Regions from separate parts of the Mus musculus genome. Here all the other regions are linked to region 6. The links are chromatin contacts, called in public promoter capture Hi-C maps. All regions are on one chromosome and are shown on one strand. The core of a region is the stretch at or near the end of the contact, and the rest is flanking DNA. Distances in the headings are between cores, read along the strand shown. Region 1 holds the start of Fam126a (family with sequence similarity 126, member A). Region 2 holds the start of AI506816 (expressed sequence AI506816). Region 3 holds the start of Atg9b (autophagy related 9B). Region 4 holds the start of Nupl2 (nucleoporin like 2). Region 5 holds the start of Ptpn12 (protein tyrosine phosphatase, non-receptor type 12). Region 6 holds the start of 6030443J06Rik (RIKEN cDNA 6030443J06 gene). Region 7 holds the start of Klhl7 (kelch-like 7).

Evidence for each region. Promoter capture Hi-C pulls out the DNA fragments that hold promoters and counts their contacts. Capture Hi-C pulls out chosen DNA fragments and counts their contacts.
Region 1: a promoter capture Hi-C map of pre-B cells shows a contact between it and region 6, with 5 times the contacts expected there. The contact joins the promoter of Fam126a here to the promoter of 6030443J06Rik in region 6. A contact is called at or near these places in 2 of 39 promoter capture datasets (liver and pre-B cells), 1 of 484 Hi-C or Micro-C datasets (pre-B cells) and 1 of 115 datasets of contacts at active chromatin or transcription factors (microglia).
Region 2: a promoter capture Hi-C map of adipose tissue shows a contact between it and region 6, with 3 times the contacts expected there. The contact joins the promoter of AI506816 here to the promoter of 6030443J06Rik in region 6. A contact is called at or near these places in 2 of 39 promoter capture datasets (hippocampal neurons and pre-B cells), 1 of 115 datasets of contacts at active chromatin or transcription factors (microglia) and 1 of 9 other capture datasets (adipose tissue).
Region 3: a promoter capture Hi-C map of pre-B cells shows a contact between it and region 6, with 4 times the contacts expected there. The contact joins the promoter of Atg9b here to the promoter of 6030443J06Rik in region 6. A contact is called at or near these places in 2 of 39 promoter capture datasets (the C10 cell line and pre-B cells).
Region 4: a promoter capture Hi-C map of pre-B cells shows a contact between it and region 6, with 4 times the contacts expected there. The contact joins the promoter of Nupl2 here to the promoter of 6030443J06Rik in region 6. A contact is called at or near these places in 3 of 39 promoter capture datasets (the C10 cell line, liver and pre-B cells), 2 of 484 Hi-C or Micro-C datasets (CD4 T cells and pre-B cells) and 1 of 115 datasets of contacts at active chromatin or transcription factors (thymic regulatory T cells).
Region 5: a contact with region 6 is called in a promoter capture Hi-C map of pre-B cells, with 4 times the contacts expected there. The contact joins the promoter of Ptpn12 here to the promoter of 6030443J06Rik in region 6. A contact is called at or near these places in 2 of 39 promoter capture datasets (hippocampal neurons and pre-B cells).
Region 7: a contact with region 6 is called in a promoter capture Hi-C map of pre-B cells, with 6 times the contacts expected there. The contact joins the promoter of Klhl7 here to the promoter of 6030443J06Rik in region 6. A contact is called at or near these places in 2 of 39 promoter capture datasets (liver and pre-B cells) and 1 of 484 Hi-C or Micro-C datasets (CD4 T cells).

What each region holds. Positions count from the first base shown.
Region 1 is chr5:24,029,374-24,032,154 of GRCm38.p6, forward strand. Fam126a (family with sequence similarity 126, member A) reads right to left here and starts at 1,317. Exons shown (of 11, transcript NM_053090.3): 1 at 1,106-1,317.
Region 2 is chr5:23,711,220-23,713,919 of GRCm38.p6, forward strand. It overlaps AI506816 (expressed sequence AI506816), which reads right to left and starts at 1,448. Exons shown (of 5, transcript NR_015554.2): 1 at 1,423-1,448.
Region 3 is chr5:24,390,876-24,393,729 of GRCm38.p6, forward strand. Atg9b (autophagy related 9B) reads right to left here and starts at 1,268. Exons shown (of 14, transcript NM_001002897.3): 1 at 495-1,268; 2 at 329-372; 3 at 142-206. The coding sequence starts at 1,041. It also overlaps a transcript of Abcb8 not described here.
Region 4 is chr5:24,163,544-24,166,260 of GRCm38.p6, forward strand. Nupl2 (nucleoporin like 2) reads left to right here and starts at 1,420. Exons shown (of 7, transcript NM_153092.4): 1 at 1,420-1,660. The coding sequence starts at 1,534.
Region 5 is chr5:21,054,358-21,057,218 of GRCm38.p6, forward strand. Ptpn12 (protein tyrosine phosphatase, non-receptor type 12) reads right to left here and starts at 1,554. Exons shown (of 18, transcript NM_011203.3): 1 at 1,292-1,554. The coding sequence starts at 1,390. Gm42221 (a long non-coding RNA gene) reads left to right here and starts at 1,710. Exons shown (of 4, transcript XR_880864.3): 1 at 1,710-2,114.
Region 6 is chr5:22,549,042-22,551,741 of GRCm38.p6, forward strand. It overlaps 6030443J06Rik (RIKEN cDNA 6030443J06 gene), which reads left to right and starts at 1,372. Exons shown (of 3, transcript NR_102315.1): 1 at 1,372-1,431. Orc5 (origin recognition complex, subunit 5) reads right to left here and starts at 1,297. Exons shown (of 14, transcript NM_011959.3): 1 at 1,151-1,297. The coding sequence starts at 1,222.
Region 7 is chr5:24,099,199-24,101,898 of GRCm38.p6, forward strand. It overlaps Klhl7 (kelch-like 7), which reads left to right and starts at 1,392. Exons shown (of 11, transcript NM_026448.3): 1 at 1,392-1,676. The coding sequence starts at 1,557.

The DNA of each region.
Region 1 (2,781 bases), core at 67-2,566, 1.5 Mb after region 6:
GGGGAGGAGGCTGGTGCCATTGGCAACAGAGCAGTCCTAGGAAAACACACCTCCCAGAACTATCGCATTGTTTCAAGGTTACCCTAATCTTTGTGGCTTTATGTAGATAAAAGTTGTAACAACTGAAAACCTCAAACTGCAACGCGTGGCATGAACCACAGGGCTGGCACATCTCCTGCAAAACCTACCTTGTTACCCAAAGGACACCCAGTGTACAGAAAGCCAGTGTTACCCTGCATGCAACCAGTAGCAGTCTCTGTATCGCAGCAGCACTCCCCCTACCTGAGCAGTGGAGCCGCTGCCCGCGTGCAATAGCGTTTTATCCCAGAAGCGATTCAGTGCAGTGCAAAACCACTAGGGCCAAATTCTTCAGGAACCTCTAAACTCTAAAGGTACAAAGCAAACACATGCACGCTGCAGGGCAGAGACCCAGTTTTGCTGAAGCTTGCAAACCTGGGGTGTTTTCGTGCGGGGAGGGGGGGGGCAAGGAAGGAAAAAAGAACGAAAGGAAGAAAAGAAAGAAAAAAGAAAGAAGCTTACAAAAAAACAAAAACAAAAAACCGTTCAGTGGACAGAAAACCCTGTCGATCCTCGAGGGCGGTCACAGCAGCCGCAGAAGAGGCAGAACTCCAGGGTCCAGCGCGGCGCAGGCAGAAGAGGAGCTCTCCTGGTGGTGGACAGACAGACCGGTCTGGCACTCCGAACCCCCAGCCCCACGGGATTCAAGACCCGAGCGAGCACCGCTCTGAAGAGCACCGGGTCTGCGGAGCCAGCGTGGGCGGCGAGGCCAGGCTTTGGGCGGCGCGGACGGGTGGGCAGTGGCCATAGGCTACGGTGGGCTCTGTGCTAGGCCGACCCTGGGGCACCCCCAGCTCATCGCCCAACCGGGAACGGAGCCTCGTTCACAGCGGGCAGCCGGCCGCGGCCAACTTAGGGTTCTCGGGCCGCGCCTCGCGCGGGAGCCGTTACCCGCAACGGGCCGCCGCCCCAGGACGAAGTCCTACCCGCCGCCGGCAACAGCTTCAGCCCCGCTCCTCCCAGACCAAAGAAAGTTCTCGGTCTCCCGGCGCCTCAGGGGCCGGCGTACGGCTCGCGGCAGACTCACCAGAGCAGCTCCGGACCTACCGCGGCCTCCCCCCACGACCACGGCGACCACGGCGACCACGGCGACCGGGCGACTGCGCTCCGCCGGCAGCCGCGCCACCTGCCCCTCTCCTTCTAGCAGCACGAGTCCGGGCGAGCCATCTTCCCTCCTCTCTCTGACTGACAACCCAGCCCGGACAGCCGCCACTGCCGCCAGCCTCTCTGACAGGCACCACCAGAGACCCGTCCCCAAGCAGCCAACCACCACCGTCCCACACTGGATCAGCCTATCACTGACCCCCAGGGTGGGCCCAGAACAACTTCTCCACCAATGAGAATCTGAAACTATTGATGGGGGGGGGGCGATTTGAGTGGGCGTGGTCTGCGCGATGGGCGTGGTCCGGGAACGCCCAGGGGAGACGATTGACTGTGTGGTTAGTGGTGACAACTAAGAAGTTCCATGAAGGTCTCAGGATCTCTCTGAGCCCTTTAGACCTTAAGTCTTACCAGATGCTTTAAAACGTAATCAGAAAAGGACAGCAAGCTGATATTCAATTACTCGAATCATTTCCCAAAAGTATATCAAAATTTGACCGGATTCTGGGGGGTGTGTGTGGGGTGTGTGTGTGTGTGTGTGTGTGTGTGTGTGTGTGTGTGTCTGTGTGTGTGTGTGTGTGTCTGTCTGTCTGTCTGTCTGTCTGTCTGTCTGTCTGTGTCTGTGTGATTTCGGAAATAGCAATTAAAATACTACCTTTTCTTATGTTCATTGCTTTTGACTTTAGCCTTGAAAATTTCAAATATGGTGTCTAAAAGACAACTGAAGAGTTAAAAAAAATATTACTGCTTTTGCACCCATGTGGAAGCTCACAACCTCTATAACTTCAGTCTCAGGGGATCAGTAGCCCTCTTCTGGCCTCTGCCCTCATCCAGGTACACATGCACCTAACACACACACACACACATAAATTAAAAGAATTTTAATAGTAAAAGGGAGGATGGAGAGTTGGCTCAGAGCTTAAGAGCACTTGCTGATCTTCCAGATGAATGGGGTTCAGTTCCCAGCACCCACATCAGGACTCTAGTACAGCAGATCTGACACTTCTGGCCTCGAAGGTATCTGCACACATATGGTACACATACATACATACACACTCAGCCATACATATATACACATTAAATAAATAAATATTTTTCTTTAGAAAAAAATTAAGTATATTTCTCTACTTTTTTCCATAAGCCATTTTTCGTCTTCCACACCTACTTATCCTACAGATAACGTTTTATATATATATATATATATATATATATAGCCAATACAGCATATGCTCCGAGCTCCCCCTATTACAACCCTCTCAACTCAAATCTGGTTGAATTAGAAAGAAAGAGAGAGAGAGAGAGAGAGAGAGAGAGAGAGGAAGGAAGGAAGGAAGGAAGGAAGGAAGGAAGGAAGGAAGGAAAGAAAGAAAGAAAGAAAGAAAGAAAGAAAGAAAGAAAGAAAGAAAGAAAGAAAGAAAGAAAGAAAGAAAGAAAGAAAGAAAGAGAGGAAGAAGGCAAATTTCAACCTGGAAGAAAGGAAGTCATTCTAAGTTAATGCTAGAGATGACAAAATGTCTCCCAAAACACTAAGCAAGTTTTTAAAACATACCAAAGAAATAATAAGCACATATTATATACATATACACATACACATATACATAT
Region 2 (2,700 bases), core at 198-2,697, 1.2 Mb after region 6:
CTGGTGGCTCCTAGCTGCATCTGATGATGGAAGGCCTGCCTCTGACTAGCATTTATTCCTGCACAGAGCTCTGATCTTCATACTGCTGACAGCTGGAGTCCATTTTATTGCCTCTGGGCCATCTTTCCCACTGTTTCCACCCCAGAAGCCAAAAACTCTTAATGTTTAGAGGCAAATAGTACTGCAGGTAATAGCGGTACTCTTCCTTTAAGAAAGTGAAACATTGTCTCTGATTTCAAAACCAGAAGCAGCATCAGATGTGTCTCCTGAGCCTGAATGAGGAAGGGAAAAATAATTCCTCACCTTAGAAGCTGGCTCATGCTGCCCTTCACTCTCGAAGGGGCTCAGCAGAACCCTAACCTCTAACGGAAAGAAAACTACCTCGCAGGGAACTTGTTTACAAGAGCCCACAAGCCTATTCTTCCTCTAAAATGCCCTTTACCAGGTACAGTGGCTTATGTCCATAAATGCCAATACTTAGGGTCCTAGAGCACAAATATTCTCTGGGCCAGCATGACAATCTGTCTCAATAATCAAATAATCTTTTAAAAAGATTTATTTCTTCTATATGAGTGCACTGTTGCTATCTCCAGACAACACCAGAAGAGGGCATCAGATCTCATTACAGATGGTTGTGAGCCACCATGTGGTTGCTGAGAATTTAACTCGGGAACTCTAGAAGAGCTGTCAGTACTCTGAGTCATCTCTCCAACCCTGATATTTACGTTTAATTGGTGTCTCAACCAGCCACCTCTTAAACAGGGAGGACTCCAGGGTGCTCGCTGAACACCTATACCCGGTCTTAGGAATTCCAATTCACGATTCCTAAATCATGGTTTAGAGGTTGCCTTGCTTAAGTGCTAATCCAGTCGCTCAGATTTCTCCCAGGACCCAAAACCCAGACAGGCTGGGTCTGTGTCAGCAGTAGGGTAATCCAGGTCCTTTAGGCAGAGGTCCCTGCTGGACTCGCTTGCAGGTATCCGCCTGAATATACCCTCAAACCTTAAAACAAACGAGCACAAAACAAAAAGCCCAGCCTCTGTGCCAAGCGGCATTTAAAGGACACGTGCGGCGGCGAGGACGCGCTTGAGTGGGCGAAATTACCCCTGTCCTTGCTGACACTGGGATTATCCTGCCTCCTGTTACTTTCCGAGCTCTGATCTCATTCGCTTCCTAAATAGGCGATGTCCCTGTCATCCGAGTCTTGGGCGGGCGGGAAGCCCCGAGTGTGCCCAGGACCCGGGCCGTCCGGACGCCGCGCCTCCACCTGGGAGGGGACAAATCCGGGCAGCGCAAGGCCGATCTCCTGTCCCACACAGAAGGGACGCGTATGGGCAGGGACCCGCGCCACGGGCGAGCGCCGTGAAAATCTCCGAGGCCACGTGGCGTGGTCCTGGGACTCGCAATGGTGAGAGTACTTACCAGGAGCGCGCCGCGGCGGAAGAGCAGGGCGCCAGGGCGGGACCGAGTTTAAAACCGACCGGACATTGAGCACCGGGGCTCAGCCAACCAGAGTGGCCCAGCGCCCCTCCTGCCCGCCCCTTCCCCCGTTCCCGCCTGACTCCAGCGCCGGCCCTAGCGTGTCCCCTGGCGGCACCAGAGCCTCCCAGCCTGCCCCTACCCCAGGGCAGCGGTACCACTCACTGGCCTGACTGTGGAATATGTCACCTCTCTGAAGGTTAGAGGAGCATCTTGGAGCCACATCACTTGGGGATTTCTTTTTCTTCTCCCCGTGCTTCTCAGTCATATATTGAATTTGGTACTTTTAATTGACCCACATCCTTTTGTGCTTATTTTTATTTGAAGACCCATATGTAACGAAATTTCCTCCTCTTAAGAAAACTGAGACATCATGGAGAGTGGAGTGGACTCTCTTAAGAGGGGCTGGTACAAGGAGAGGACCCCATGCCTAAAAATCCCACTACTGGCTGTGCATTTTCACCCAGGAGGCACCTGTGCCTGTCAGAATCAGGCTGGGATATTTTGGGGTTTGTCTTGTTTTTTTGTTTGTTTGGTTTTGGTTTGTTTTATCCCTCCCCCCCCCCCCATAGTGTTTCTCCATGAAGCCCTGGCTGTCCTAGCACTCCCTCTTTGACCAGGCTGGGCTCGAACTCTCAGATCCACTTGCCTCTGCCTCCCCAGTGCTGGGGTTAAAGGCATGAGCCACCACCCTGTAAGGTGGACCCTCTTTACTAAAAGCAACTGTCCTTCTAACAAAGGAAGACATAAACCGATAATGAGTGACAAAGGAGAAGGGAGAGAAGCGACTACATGGCCAGGAGTGCCCAGGATTGTGACCACTGTGTGGGAAGACACAGGAAAGATCCCTTCAGTGGTGTTCAGAAGCAGTTGGTTCAGCTGATACCTTGATTTTGGACTTCTGGCTGCCAGCGCTGATCTGGCGATTCCGTGGAAGCCATTAAGGGCTTTGTTAAGGCAGCCCAGGAACCTAGCATAATGACTGACAAGAAGGGATTGAGTCCTCCCAGTGGTTAAGGCTAGCATCTCCTAAGGACTTGCACACAGTAGCTCAGTAGCTGTCGAATTACTCAGGTGGTGAGGGATGTCATGGTGAACATCTTAGTCATGATGCCTGAGTTTAGGGACTTTTTTGCTAGACATTTATAAACTCATGAGGCAAACCAATGTTCCCATCACCCGAAGAGTTTACATTCTCTTCTAAAGCAGGAGTTCTCCAGA
Region 3 (2,854 bases), core at 18-2,517, 1.8 Mb after region 6:
ATAGGAAGTGGAGGCAGGAGGGACAGGAATTCAAGTCTAGCCTAGGATACATGAGACCCTGGGTCAAAAAATCAATAAAGTAGAATAAATACTAAAATCAAGAAGAAAGAGCAGAGCTTAGGGATAGGACTGGCTTCTCACCCCAGCTGGAAGACATCCTCCAGCAGGATACAGGCAAAGCCATTCCGCTGATGATAGCTGTAGATGTGGCAAGTTTGTCAAGAAATTTGCCTAAGCCTACGGACTCTTCCCGTAGAAACTTCCCCCACTCTTCCCTGCTCCACAGTCCCCCCACCATGCCCCTCTGCATGCTGGGCACAAAGGATATCTTGGTGAAAAAACTGTCCAGGTTCTGGATGTGATGCCAGGAACCTGGGCACAGAGAAACAGTGTCAAGACTTGGCATTGTCCCATTTGTGATTAATTTCTCTATCAAACCCAAACCTGCCTCGACCCCCTAACCCACCCAACCTTCCATATACCCACACACTCACCGCGGAGTCCTTCGGGTACATGAAGCAAGGGTTGGTGGTCCTCCCCATGGATAGGGGAGTCTTGAGACCCCTCAGGGTCACAGTCCTCTAGCCGTTCATAGTCCTGCTCAGGGATCAGAGGGCCCATCCGCAGCCCAGGATGGTCCTGGGGGCGCGGGCAGGAGGGAGGGGGAGTGGCCGAGGCCAGGGGTGGGGTGGAGTGGGACCCCCACGAGGGGGAAGCAGAGGTGTGTATCATTGTGGGATGGGCCTGCGTTGAGGGTGTGGTCGGGGTGGGTAAGACATTGTGTGGAGTCTGAGAAGCCCCTGCCTCCTGAATCACCAGGCAGGGAGACCCTGAGGCCGGAGGGAACACTGAAGAGGAGCAGCTTCTTGTGCGAGGGGCAGGGGACAGAGAGAAGACAGAGATCCTCCTTCCCCCAGTTCCCCGGCATGGAGAAGCAGGCAGTGGCAGTGCCATAGGGAGCAGAGGCACTGAGCTGGGCCCCAAGTCTCCCCACCGCCCCCGTTGCCTCCTGCTCCCCCCCCACCCCGTTCGTCTCACCATCAGGCCGCAGCTTCTCTTGAGAGGTTGAAGGGACTGGACTGCTGTTGTTTCCACAGAGGTCAGTGAAGCTGAGCGGAGACTTCAACAAGGAGCAGGACAACAACAGCACTAGGTGACTCAGGCTGGGCAGGCCTCAGGCATGCCAACCCTCAGCCACCTGTGTGATCACTCACACTCCTTGCAAGGCAACCTGGGGCCCAAGCCCCATGCCTGGGACGGACACCAGTTTAGGAGGCAGGGGCTCAAGAGCTATTGGGATTAGAAGAGACACCTATGATCTCTGCTTTCAGTCCTCAAGGGCACAAGTGGCAAAGACAGGGCAGCTGCAACAAAAATAATATGCACAGAGAGCAAAATCCTATCAGAGGGCTCTAGCATGTGCAGACAAAATAGTGAAGCTCTCGTTCCTACAATTGCACTCCCATCCCTTCACACCTGTGGGCACCAGTCAGTAGAGAATGATTTAAGGCCACATGCCCAAACAGGAGGTGCATTCAGATTTCCCAGCACTTAGGAGGAGACAGAGTAGCGGGATCAGGAGACTGAAGCTGTTCTGGGCAACATCTGACCCTATCTTAAAAAAAAAAAAAAAAAAAAAAAGCTGTATATTTTCTTTCTCTGAATGAAAGAGGGCAGACTTTGTGGTTAGCCAGGAGAAAACAAGGAGTAAAAGGAAGGAGTGCTAGCCATCCTAGATTGGAGCTTAAGGAAAAAAGGCTGGTTCCTTGAGAGTTCCACTGTATCTTCCTTATCCTCTTGAACCCTGATGTACTCTCCTCCAGTCCTGACCTGGTGTCGGGGCCTCCTGAGACACGTCAGCGCAGGAAGGCAGGGGCCTTGAGAGGATAATTTGGGTGTGTGGGGATGGACTGGCTCAGTTGAGTTCTTTGTTGTTGCCTCACCCGGGAGGAGGAGGCCCAGGTGGCTGGTCTGATGGCTTGCCCAACGCCATTCCCAAGGCCATGAGTCACCAACTGCCCTACTGAAGCCCATGCCTGAGATATTGACTTATGGAGCAGGTGTCAGGGCCTCCAGCGATCAAGCCAGTATCTCAGAGGCGGAGAGGAAAACTGTGCTTCCTAGAGCATTTCCTGGAGGAGCGTGGAGGACATCCATGGAACATCCCACAGGTTTATCCCAGACTGCCTGATTTTCTTATATAACAAGAGTTCATGACTCCCATACTTTTGTGTCTAGGTAAGGTGCAAAGCTATGCTTTGTGGCAAAATGGAATCCCAAGGAAGTGGGCGTGGGGGGGTACCCCGGTGGCAGGAAATTCCCATGATCTTTCTGAGACCTCTAGAGAGAGAGAGGTTAAGTGTGGCTTTAGCTGGTACCTCCCTCTGACATTACTCACATATAGTATATACTTGCTTAAGACTACCTCTACACACATCCTTATCTCCTCAGCCCCAAACTCAAGCAAATTCTGGCTCATTGCTCTGTCTAGTTTCACTCTGCTCATTCCAGAGCATGACTTTGCGACCCTCAGCTCAAGAAAAATTGAGTCCCGGAAGCACCACCAATAAATGACAATGATACTAGTAACATAACAATGTTCAAATGTCCAGATGGATTACCAGAGAGTAAATGTGAGCTAGAAACAGCACCCCCTGGTGGACAGTGGACAATAGCGTGCCTTTCTCGCGTGGAGGGGAACGGGTATGAGTCAGAGCCACTCCCACCAAGAAACCACAGCCCAGTGGAGGAGTTAAAACAAAAATAATAATTACACAGAAGGCATAGTGACTCAAGCCTCTAATCCCAACACTGGGAAGGAAGGATGGTGAGTTCAAGACAAGCCTGGGCTATA
Region 4 (2,717 bases), core at 170-2,669, 1.6 Mb after region 6:
TTTAAGGTTTCACTCTGATATTACCAGTTTTACTCCTTTTAAACATAACTCAATTTGTTGTGGGCGGGTGTGAAGATTCAAAATAGTGGCAGTTCTCACTTTGGTAAGCTGAGGCAGGAGGATGACTGAGACCATGCTAGATTACACCTACATATAGAGCTATCTAGATTGTGTTTCCTATTACTATGACAAACCCTGGTAAAAGCAACCTCAGAAGCATGTGTTGATTCTGGCTCACAGATTAAGGTACAGTCTAGCACAGCTTGGACGGGATTTCAACAGGAGCATGAGACAGCTGGGCACATTGTATTTGCAGTCTAGCAACAGCAATGGATGTTCAACTTGAATTTGCCTTTTTATTCAGTGTGTGCCCACTCCTTTGAGAATGCAGTCCTCATTAAGGGTACATCTTTCCAGTTCAACCTTTGTGAAAGCATCTTCACAGACATGCTCAAAGGTGTGTATCTATGGGGATCTAAGTCTGACCCTCCAAGTCCAGAGATTTGTGTCTATGGTGATTCTAAAAGTAATCAAGTTGACAGTATTTACCATCACAAGTGTTAGGATTACTAGTTAGAGTTTTGCTTTTGATCTCTCCATCCTCTAGCATAACCAAAATATAAAATGAGACTCAAGGTATACTTTGAGTCTGAGGAGTCTCTAAGCTGCCTTCAACTCTTAGTTTATCCCCATTCTCCAATTTTAATTTCCAAGAGCAATTTCATTTCATTGTTATATAATGTACTTGTTTTATACTGATACAGGGTCCTGCATGAGAACTGTAAAGATAATAAATGAAACGTAGTGGGTGTACGGTTTTGATCTTAGCACTAAGGTAGGTGGATTTCTGTGGGTTCGAGGCCAGCTAGTAAGACCGTATCTCAACAAAACAAACAAAACAAACAAAAAACAGTAAATTGGATACTTTCAGAAAACCTTTATCTGAAACTGCTCCTGAGGAAAATCGGGCTGCTTCTGTGTCGGTTTTACTCTTTGTCATTTTTCCTGATGAAATTTCAAAAGGCAACATTTACGTGAAATTTTAAGACATTACCGACTAAGAAACTAATAGATGCTTTTCGCCTGCATTGAGTCCTGTTTCCTGGTTACAGCTGGCTTTCTGTAAATAATCTCTCTTGATAAACAGATTTTTTTTCGTTGTTAAGCCCATTTTTACCTCCCCCCCCCCCAAGTAAATGTAAAGAACGAATGAGTCTCGCAGACTGTATACAGCCAACTAGAGGGTTGCTGGTTGTCTGCTATATCTGGTATTCTCTAGATTCGGGTCCGGGTTCAGGTCCGGGTCCGGGTCCGGGTCAGGGATCCAACGACCGCGTCCCATTTCAGCATACCCGAGCGCTGACAGCTCTGCTCTTCTTAAATCCCATTGGCTAAAGCCCACGCGGCTCACGGCACACTGGTCACAGAGCCTCTGGGCGCGGGGCGATGACGTCACACTAGCCGGGCCTCGGTTGCTGGAGCCTGGGCCCTCGCCGGCGACCGCGAGCAGGGTCGAGCTGGGACGGCGCTACCATGACCATATGCCAGTTTTTCCTTCAAGGCCGGTGCCGCTTCGGAGACCGCTGCTGGAACGAGCATCCCGGCGCCCGGGGTGCGGGCGGGGCTCGGCAGCCGCCACCGCAGCAGCAGCCACCCTCAGGTGACGGTCTGGGAGCCTTGAGCCAGGGCCACTTGCTGCGGACGCACACCTCCACCCCGGGCCCCTGCCCTGGCATGCGACGTCTCACCCCCAGTAGTTTGACAAGTCGTTTCTGATCGTCACACGTGGACAGGCGTTTGGACTTGGGTGCTCCTGTCAAACACTGCGTTTTTAAATTAGAGATATCTTCATCAAAACCTCCTTTTTGGTGAATGGCAGTGGTAGGGAGAATTCACGTGGGTTCATTCAGACCCCTTTCTCTACTCTTTCCCCTTCCTTGTCCGTGATCACAAGCTCTTAAAATCTGGGCTTTAGTTAGTAGCTTCCGACACTGGGTCAAGAACCTTACAAGTTTTGTGGAAAGGGTATTCAGGGGTTAGACATTAAACCAGCACAAAACAAGGTTTTAGAAGTCAGATAAATACGTTTTGTTCTCTTAATTTTGGAACCTAGTTTTTTGTTTGTTTTGGTTTTTAGGTTTTCAGAGATCGGCTTTCTCTGTGTAACAGCCCTAGCTGTCCTGAAAAACTCTTTGTAGACCAGGCTGGCCTTGAACTCACAGAGATCCACCTGCCTCTGCCTCCTGAGTGCTGAAATTAAAGTCATGTGCTACCACTGCCCAGTGGAACCTAGTTCGTGACGTTGTCAGTGGGTGCTTCTCTTTCCCCTTCTCTTTAAGGCTCCTCCAGCCCCTGTGTTCATGCTGGTTTCATATTTCCAGTCTTTTCGTGGAGGAGACAGATTGTATCATCTACAATGCTTCTAGTGAAAGACTCCAAATTAGGAGTCAGGTTCCGATAGATACTGGTATACTCCCAGGGACTGCTGAGAGGAATGTTTGCCATTTGGTCTCTGGAAACCTACTTTAAATGTAGTAATTTGCAAGTAAATGTTCAGTAGATAGATAATTAGGGGAAAAATACAAATAAAACTTTAGAATGAAAAGAAAGAAAAAGAATGCTTTGTAATTTTAAGGCCCACATTTGGGCCTTAAATACCTCTCTCTTTCCCTCTGCTCTGCTCCATCTTACGTAGCTTCCTGTTCCTCCTCCTGTGA
Region 5 (2,861 bases), core at 304-2,803, 1.5 Mb before region 6:
TTTATAGACCTCAACTGCATATGGCTTTTCATAACCAAATTTCAGATGAACTGATTATTCTTAGAAGTGCACCTTGTCCAGAGCAAAATTTTCCCTAGTTCATTTGCTATTCCCAACCCCCGCTAAAGAGCGAAGGACTTCCCAAAGTCCCATTTCCTTTTCCATTCCCCAGACCTCCAGGGTTTACAACGCCCCAGTCTTGCGCAACATCCGTAGGAGCAGCAGCCGCAACCACCGCCTCCAAAGCCGGGAAACAACCCTAGAGGGAACATTGTCCAACAGAAAAATAAAAGGAGCGAGGAGGGGGTAATGTAGGAAGTCAGCTTCTGGTCCCACGCCTTCGGAATTGATACCCTCTCTCCAATTATGCACCTAGAGAAATTTCACATACTAGACTTTTAACCCCCACCTCCACTCACTCAAGCCTGCCTACACAAGCAGAGGGCGGAAAGGGGGGTGGCGGAAAAGGGGGGACGGGAAGGTTATCTCCCAGGGCTTCAGCCCATATAGTCGCCTCCACCCTACCATGACTATTGTTCCCAGCTTCCCCACCCCCACCCCGGATAGGAAGTGATAGTCACATCCCCTCCGGCTTCGGCAATATCCCCTCAAGTCCGGAGTGAGCTTCCTTCAGGATAACCCCCATCCACACTGATATCCCCCTCCCTTTTCGATCTAAAGTCACACTGGCCTCACAGCCACCTCAAACCTGGGTCTCAGGACGAAAAGAAACCTGACCAGATAAATGGAGATCAGGTAAACCATGAGATTCCTTATGGTCAAGCCTCTGGCAAGCGCTGAGCTAATAACTGTGAACCCAGACACGGAGTCGTCCTGCCGTCCACTCGGACCAAGGCCGGCATCCGTACAGGGACCCAGCGAGTTAATGCTCTACACCCTCGCTCTCCGGCAGCCTCGAGCCGCTCCGCTGGCCGCAGCCAGACAGCTCGCCTCGACCCTCCCCGGAGGGGCAGGCGGGGAAGGCAGGCGTGGGAAGGCGAGCCCGCACTCCAGCCGCCGCCGCCCGGCCGGGGAGACAATAGGTAGTCGCGGGCGGCGGGGCCGGAGCGGGCTGGGCCGGGGAGCGCAGGTAGCGGCCGCGGAAAAGAGAGGCTGAGGGGCGGGGGTGACCTCGCCTCCCGCAAGCTCGCCGACGGCGCTCGCGGCTGGGCGCGCGCCCCGCGCCTGTCCTCGCACCGCACACAAAGCGCTGGCAGCCCCGACCGACCGGGAGAGGCGAGGGGAGCTCGGCGGCTGGCGACACGAGGCGCCGGCGAGAACGGACACTCACCATGAAGTCCCGGGCGAAGTTGTCCTCCCCATTGTGATCCGGACTCTTCATGGCCTGGACCCTCTGGATGAACCTCCTCAGGATCTCCACTTGCTCCATCCTCCCGCGTCCCCCCCGCCGCCCGCCCGCGCGCCGCAGCGCCCGCTCCGTCTTCCCCAGCTCGCTCCGGCCCGCCCTCCCTCCCCGCCGCGCCAGGCGGCTGCGGCTGCGGCGGCACCGGCCGGGCTCCCCGCGCAACTTAAAGAGCAGCGTCGCTTTCCCCTACTACGAGGCGAGCCGCGGGCTAGCGCCGGCCCCAACCCCCAGCCTGCCCCATCCTCCTTCCCCGCCCTCCTCAGTCCGAGACGCCGCCGCCTCAGGAACACGGCTCTCAGTTCGCCCTGCCCCCTTCCCGGTTCTGCCTCCCCCCCCACCCCCCACCAGCAGCCGCAGCCGCCTCTCCCCACGGGCGCGCCCCCGCCGCCACCCAGACGCGCGGGCTCGTACGGCGGCCCCGCCCCAGAGCGAAGACCCAGCCGCCCCCGCACGCCCGCCCGGGCCCGCCCCCGCCCGCTCTGAGTGGCTGGAAGCCGCTTCCGGGGCGTGGCCCTCTCCTAGGGCGCTCGCCGCTCGCTGCGGTGAGGCTGGCTTCTGGTGGACGTCCTACGTCTGGAAGCCCGGCCAAGCCCAGTGGGTCAGACAGTAAACTTCAGATGGGGCTTGCGGCCTCCGGGTTTGGCGGGGAGGGAAAGCTGATTCCAAAAGTGCTTCAGCGCTACTGCCGGCCGCGGGCTGGGACTACAAGACCCGCCTGCAGGAGTGCCCGGAGCAGGGTGGGACAGAGGTATGCTGGGAACTGTAGTAGAGCCTTCACCTTCGCTTTACGAATGCCTTGGTGAGGGTCTCCCAAGGCTTTGGCACTTTGGCTAGGAGAAGCCAATAGTTTCCAGAGTGAAAGGGTTTACTCTTCGCAATCTTTCTAATCCCAGTGAGGGAAAGCTCTTAATTCGTAATGCATCTTTCTCATTGCACCTTTTTTTGCCAAGAGGAAGACAATATTGCTTCCTATCTTTAAATTCTCACGGTTTCAGAGTTGAATGGGTGACATTCTTTCGTAGAATAGAATTTGTGACTCTTAGCAGACAGAGAGCGTGCTGATGCAATCTGTCCTTTCATAAATAGAAATGATTTGTCCAAAGTTCACCCCCCCAACATGTTCATGTGGAGTCAGAACTAAAACGCAGGTTCTTTTACTTTGACTCTAACTTTTACTTTTTCTCGAAAGGACGAGAGTTTGTAGTAGTACACAGTTGCACAACTGAGGGATTTGATCCATGGACTGACTTTGGTCACCTACACCCACAAACAAAAAACATGTTTTCACAGAACAGGCTGCCAGGAAATATGCTTAAGATAGGAAATATCAATGCAGGAAACATTTCCTAAACCGATATTTGGCCGCACTGTGAAATTTAATTAAAAAGAAAATCGAAGACAACACATGTGAGTAGCAATATACAGTTACACTTTAAAATAAAATACAGGAAATAATGCATCTGATATGTACCAACTCACTTCTCTCAAAGCATTT
Region 6 (2,700 bases), core at 122-2,621:
TATAAATTAGTCTTCTACGAGCATAGCTAGCTCTTTTTTCTTCTGTAGCTATTTGCTATAGTGGTTCTTTGTATTTCCCACATGCAAACTTCCTTGAAGAAAAATATTGTTTTTGTTAGATGTAGTATTAAATAAGAGCAAAGGTGAAGCCTTTTCTGGGACCCACTGCTAAATCAGCCCTACCTATCTTATTTTGCTAATAAAGTATTCCTCAAAAAAAGAGGAGTACTTTTGGTTAGAATAATCTGGGTTTATCAAGTCCAATGAAGGAATGTACAGAGCATAAACAATTATACATTTCAATAATATAGGTAACTATAACTGAAAGCATTATAACTAGGAACTACAGATGCAGCTGACCTCTAGAATTGCTAACATGACGCCTTTTAGATGGAGGGAAGTACTTTTCCATGACTATTTCATCTGCCACCACAGACGCACTGGATCCGACACTCTGCTGGATGAAAGTACATTTCTAAAGGAAGACTAAATGGCTATTTGTATTTGCTCATCTCCCAGATAAGATCCAAGTGCAATCAATTCTAATTAATGAGCACAATGCAAGGCAACTGAGAGAAATGAATGTTACTTCAGCCTGTGTTCACTTCAGAGGCTAACCTCTCCCCTCTAAATCATCTCATCTGGTCGGCAGGGAGAGAAACCCAAGCGAGACTTCTCCTGGCTTTTATAATTCTAGAAAAGCTGAAGGATTTTAAAGGCTAAACCACAGCGTTACCCTAATTGGCCTTGAAGCCAATCACCTCTCTGTATTTGACCCAATCTATACCTCACTACAACGGGCGAACTGGCGTTTAGTAAACACTCTGCAAACAGACTTCCTACCCAAACCCTGTTCTGCAGCAACTTGCAGTAGCTATTTGGGGCTCACATAATCTCCAAAGTGTGGTCCAAGTAAAAGGAGCACTTCCTAGCCGACGTCCTGTAGAGCAGGCCAGCTCTTCCTCTGCAGTCTCCTTTAAAATAGACTGAGAAGTTTCTTTGGGTAAGTGTGGGGCAGTCATACCGCACCTCCATCTTAACATAAGGGGGATAGCCTACCGCCTCGCAATCCACACAGTACTCCCCCCAAACGGAACGGATCCAGGACGCATTCGCCTCTGGCATTTGGGAAGCAGTCTGACTACAATACCTCTCCAAACAGGGACTGCAAAGTGGACACTTGGGCCTCTCGACAGAGGACCATGCTCTCCAAGTGAGACATTTTGGCGGGCACCACCTGATACTGCAGAGCAGTTGGCCTCCGGTCAGCCCTGCGCCACTCAGGCGTGGTTCACGTAGAACAACCGCAAGCTTTCCGGCCGGAAGCCTGGGCTGGGGGCGGAGCCAGCGCGGTCGAGTGACGTCAGGGAGCCGCGCGACAACGTGGGCCGCTCTAGTCTCCAGGCGGCGGTGCTCAGTGGTCGGTTACTGGTAAGTGGTTATCGCTTCCCACTCTGGCCTGAGCTTTCCAGCCTGAAACCCTTACACAAGCTGAAGGGCGACCTGGGGGCACCTCACCGCCCACCTTCTGTGTCTTCAGTTCCCTCCAGAAAGCCGCACACATAAAAGTACCGACAGAAACGAGTATTCTTTAAAAAAAAATTGGTTTTCCTCTGGCAAGAAAGTGGACAATGGGAACTCTGTGGAACTAACTAAATAAAATCATTTGTTTGTCTTTGCAAGCTTGAAACTAGATGTGGAAGTATTCGAGTGTTAGTGAGGGTAATCAGTAAAATTAACGTTGTCCTTGCACATTTATAGGACACCTGGAAGAAGAAAAGCCTTGAAATGAAAGAATGTATAGGAATAAGAAAATTCGTGTCCAAAGAGAGGGCTTTGGGTCCTGAAAAAAAAATTTGGTCTGGAAACATTGACTCAACTTTTTCTGAATTTTGAGATGTTGGGAGAATCTTTGAACCGTTTATTTATAAACTTCCTTATATAGAACATAAGGACTATAGTAGAGTATTTTTAAGAATAAAAGATAATGTACGCAGTGTCTGCTACACATAGATTTCATAAACAGTGCAAAAAGACAAGGAAAACACGGCACCCATATTAGAAAGAGGCCCATTATGTATTATTGAACAATACAACTGCCTGTGGAGGAAATCTAATTACCACACACACACACACACACTTTGGTTCCAAAGTGGTTGTACAAGTTTGAATTACTACCTGCAATGAAGAAGTATTCCCCTTACTCCACAGCCTCTACCATAAGTAGTTAGTGACAATCCTTTCCCAATCTGTAGGCTGCTGTTTGGTCCTGTTGATAGAGCCCTTTGCCTTACAGAAGCTTTTCAGTTTCATGAGGTCCCATTTATCAATATTTGATCTTAGAGCCTGAGCCACTGGTGTTCTATTCAGGACATTTTCCCTATGCCAGCGTGTTCATGGCTCTTCCCCACTTTCTCTTCTATTAGACTCAATGTATCCGGTTTTATGTTGAGATCCTTGATCCACTTGGACTTGAGGTTTGTGCAAGATGATAAATATGGATCTATTTTCATTCTTCTACATACAGACTGCCAGTTAGACCAGCACCATTTATTGAAGGTGCTTGCTTTCTTTCTTTCTTTCTTTCTTTCTTTCTTTCTTTCTTTCTTTCTTTCTTTCTTTCTTTTTCACTGTATAATTTTGGCTTCTTTTTCAAAGATCAAGTGTTCATAGGTATGTGAGTTTGTTTCTGGGTCTTTG
Region 7 (2,700 bases), core at 142-2,641, 1.6 Mb after region 6:
TGAGATGGCTCAGTGGGTAAGAGCACCCGACTGCTCTTCTGAAGGTCAGGAGTTCAAATCCCAGCAACCACATGGTGGCTCACAACCATCCGAAACAAGATCTGACTCCCTCTTCTGGAGTGTCTGAGGACAGCTACAGTGTATTTACATATAATAAATAAATAAATATATTTAAAAAAAAAAAAAAAAAAGTTGGGTGAGCAGGGACAGGAAGATCTGGAAGGATCTGAGGGAGAGGAAAAATATGATTAGAATATATTTAATTTAAAAGTTATCTTAAATAAAACATGTTGAAAGGGGGCATCATATATATATGACGTCTAAAACTTCCAAAAGGATTTTCTCACTGTGCTGTGGTCCACCAACTTGATGCTCCCACCAGTGTATCTGGTAAACGCCTTGATTAACTTTCTTCCCCCACCTCCTGCAGATAAATATATTTATCTAATCTCTTTTATAAAGAAACATACTGTCCAGGATATGTTCAATCCCTTTTTAGGCCATTGCTGACCCTATGCAGCTTAAAATAATTTATTTAATTTTCTTTTAAGCAGTTATTGTTTTAGATCAACAGCGGTCTAGATCATTTTACATAAAACTTCTGTCTAGTTCTTCATACATCTAGGTAGAAAACTGAGGCTATGTAGAAAGTTCATTACTAGAAATAACGACTTCAGTCCTGTGTATTCCTAAACAGCAAAATAAAAAACTCATTATGAACATGTTTCTGTGAGTTCTAGGACTGAGTTCTGTATTCCAGTAGAACTGCCCGGGGAAACCTCAATAAAGTTGGCTGGAACTAACACCTGCTCTCTAGTTTTTTGGTTTTTTTGATTTTGTTTTTTTCCCCAGACAGGGTTTCTCTCAGTAGTCCACCACTCTCTGCCTCCACCACCACCATCACCCACCAGATCTGTTTTAATGAGAAAGACAGCCTACTAAACAGGCAGGCATGTCACGGAGAGGAGAAATCGACAGGACAATGGTTTTGCTTTCTGAATCTCAAACAAGTAACTCTTGTGCTTATCCTAAATAACCTTTGCCTTGCAGTATGCAATTTTCCTGTAATAGTTACTGAGCGCCTACAATGAGCCCCAGTCTGAAAAGGCAGTGAAGAACTGACCCTGTTCTCAGGGAGCTTACGCCATAGGGAGACGTCTTAGTTTGTTCTATTACACAATTATCCAAAATAGATCATCACGAAATCTAAACCTGGGAAGTCGGCCTTTGGTAGAAGAAAAGCACACGCGAGCTTGGATCAGGCCGAAGGGTACCCACTGTTGAGGACGCCGCACCGCGCGACGCAGCCGGTTGCTAGGGCGTCGCGTGGCTGTGACGCACTGCCCCGCCCCCTCCTCCTTAGAGCGCACCCCCCCCGCCCGACCCAGTGCGCATGCTTGGGACTCCCTTCGCTTGCAACCGTGGCCGAGTTGGCTTCGTCTCGTCCTCCTTCGGCTTTCCCGCAGTTCTCCGAGCTCCGCCGCCGAAGCCGTGCTCCAGACTGCCGCGTGTGGCGGGCAAACTGTCGCCGCGAACCCGCAGAGGGCAAAGAGAGGATGGCCACCTCCGGCGTGGAAAAGAGTAGCAAGAAGAAAACTGAGAAGAAACTTGCGGCTCGCGAAGAAGCCAAGCTGCTGGCGGGGTTCATGGGCGTCATGAACAACATGAGGAAACAGGTGCGGGGCGGTGCGGGGTGGTGCGGGGCGGTGCGGGGCGGTGCGGGGCGGTGGGCAGGGGTCCGGCGGAGGCTGGCGGCGGGGCCGGCGCCTTGGCTGACGGCCTGCTCCGCCACGGGGCTTCCGAGGCCCGCTCGACGGGGACTCCTGCGGCGGGCGGGGGGCCTCCGGGGCGGTTGTGTAACCGGTCTCATCCAGTTCCCCGTGAGGCCTGGAGCCTTCCCTTACCGTGCGGTGTCATCTGGAGCTCTCGGAGGGAGGCTCCCGCCCCGCCGCCCTGTCACCCAAGTGGCACGAGTTGATAAATCACCTGTCATTTAGGGCGACGCCAGTCACCAGTAAATAGCAGTTTTCTAAGGGTTCTGGCGCCACTGTTAACCAAGAGGATCTCTTTGTGCTGTCTTTGATTTTGCCGTGTATTGGAGAAACCGCAGCATTTGGTTGAAAGGTGGGTTATGAAAGGCACGGCTTAACGATGGAGACGGTAGATAGGTGTTTGATAGAATTAACTAGATTATAACCTCCAATAGACCGGTAAGCAGGGGAACACCACTTGGTTGGTTTTTGGTTCCGTGAGTTTTACTTGGTAGAGAACACATTATGGATTCTGGGGATGTTTGTCAGTTTGTTGACTCTGAAATCTGTTTTTCAAGAGGACAAAGCACTACAGATAAGCTTGAGTGATTAAAAAACCTAATTCGGCTTTCTGACGCTTTTGCTGTGAGTATGGGCAGCAGAAGAATCTTAAGATTTATTTCGGAAGATACCAACTCCTGATTTCTTAAGGCCAAACACTGGTCGCAGCAGTCTTCTCTTTGTTCACAAGATGGCACACTGCTCTGGTTGTAGCGGATAGATACTATGTTTTCAATGCCTATATCTTTCCTGGTTTTTATGCTGAAATAGCTGTGAATGGCTGGCTTCTTTATTAAAATGCATCTCTTTTCATATTTGTGTTCTTTTTGTGTAACCTTTTTGAGATCTACAGAATTGATGATTTGAGATTGCAAGTGTCTTTGATGTG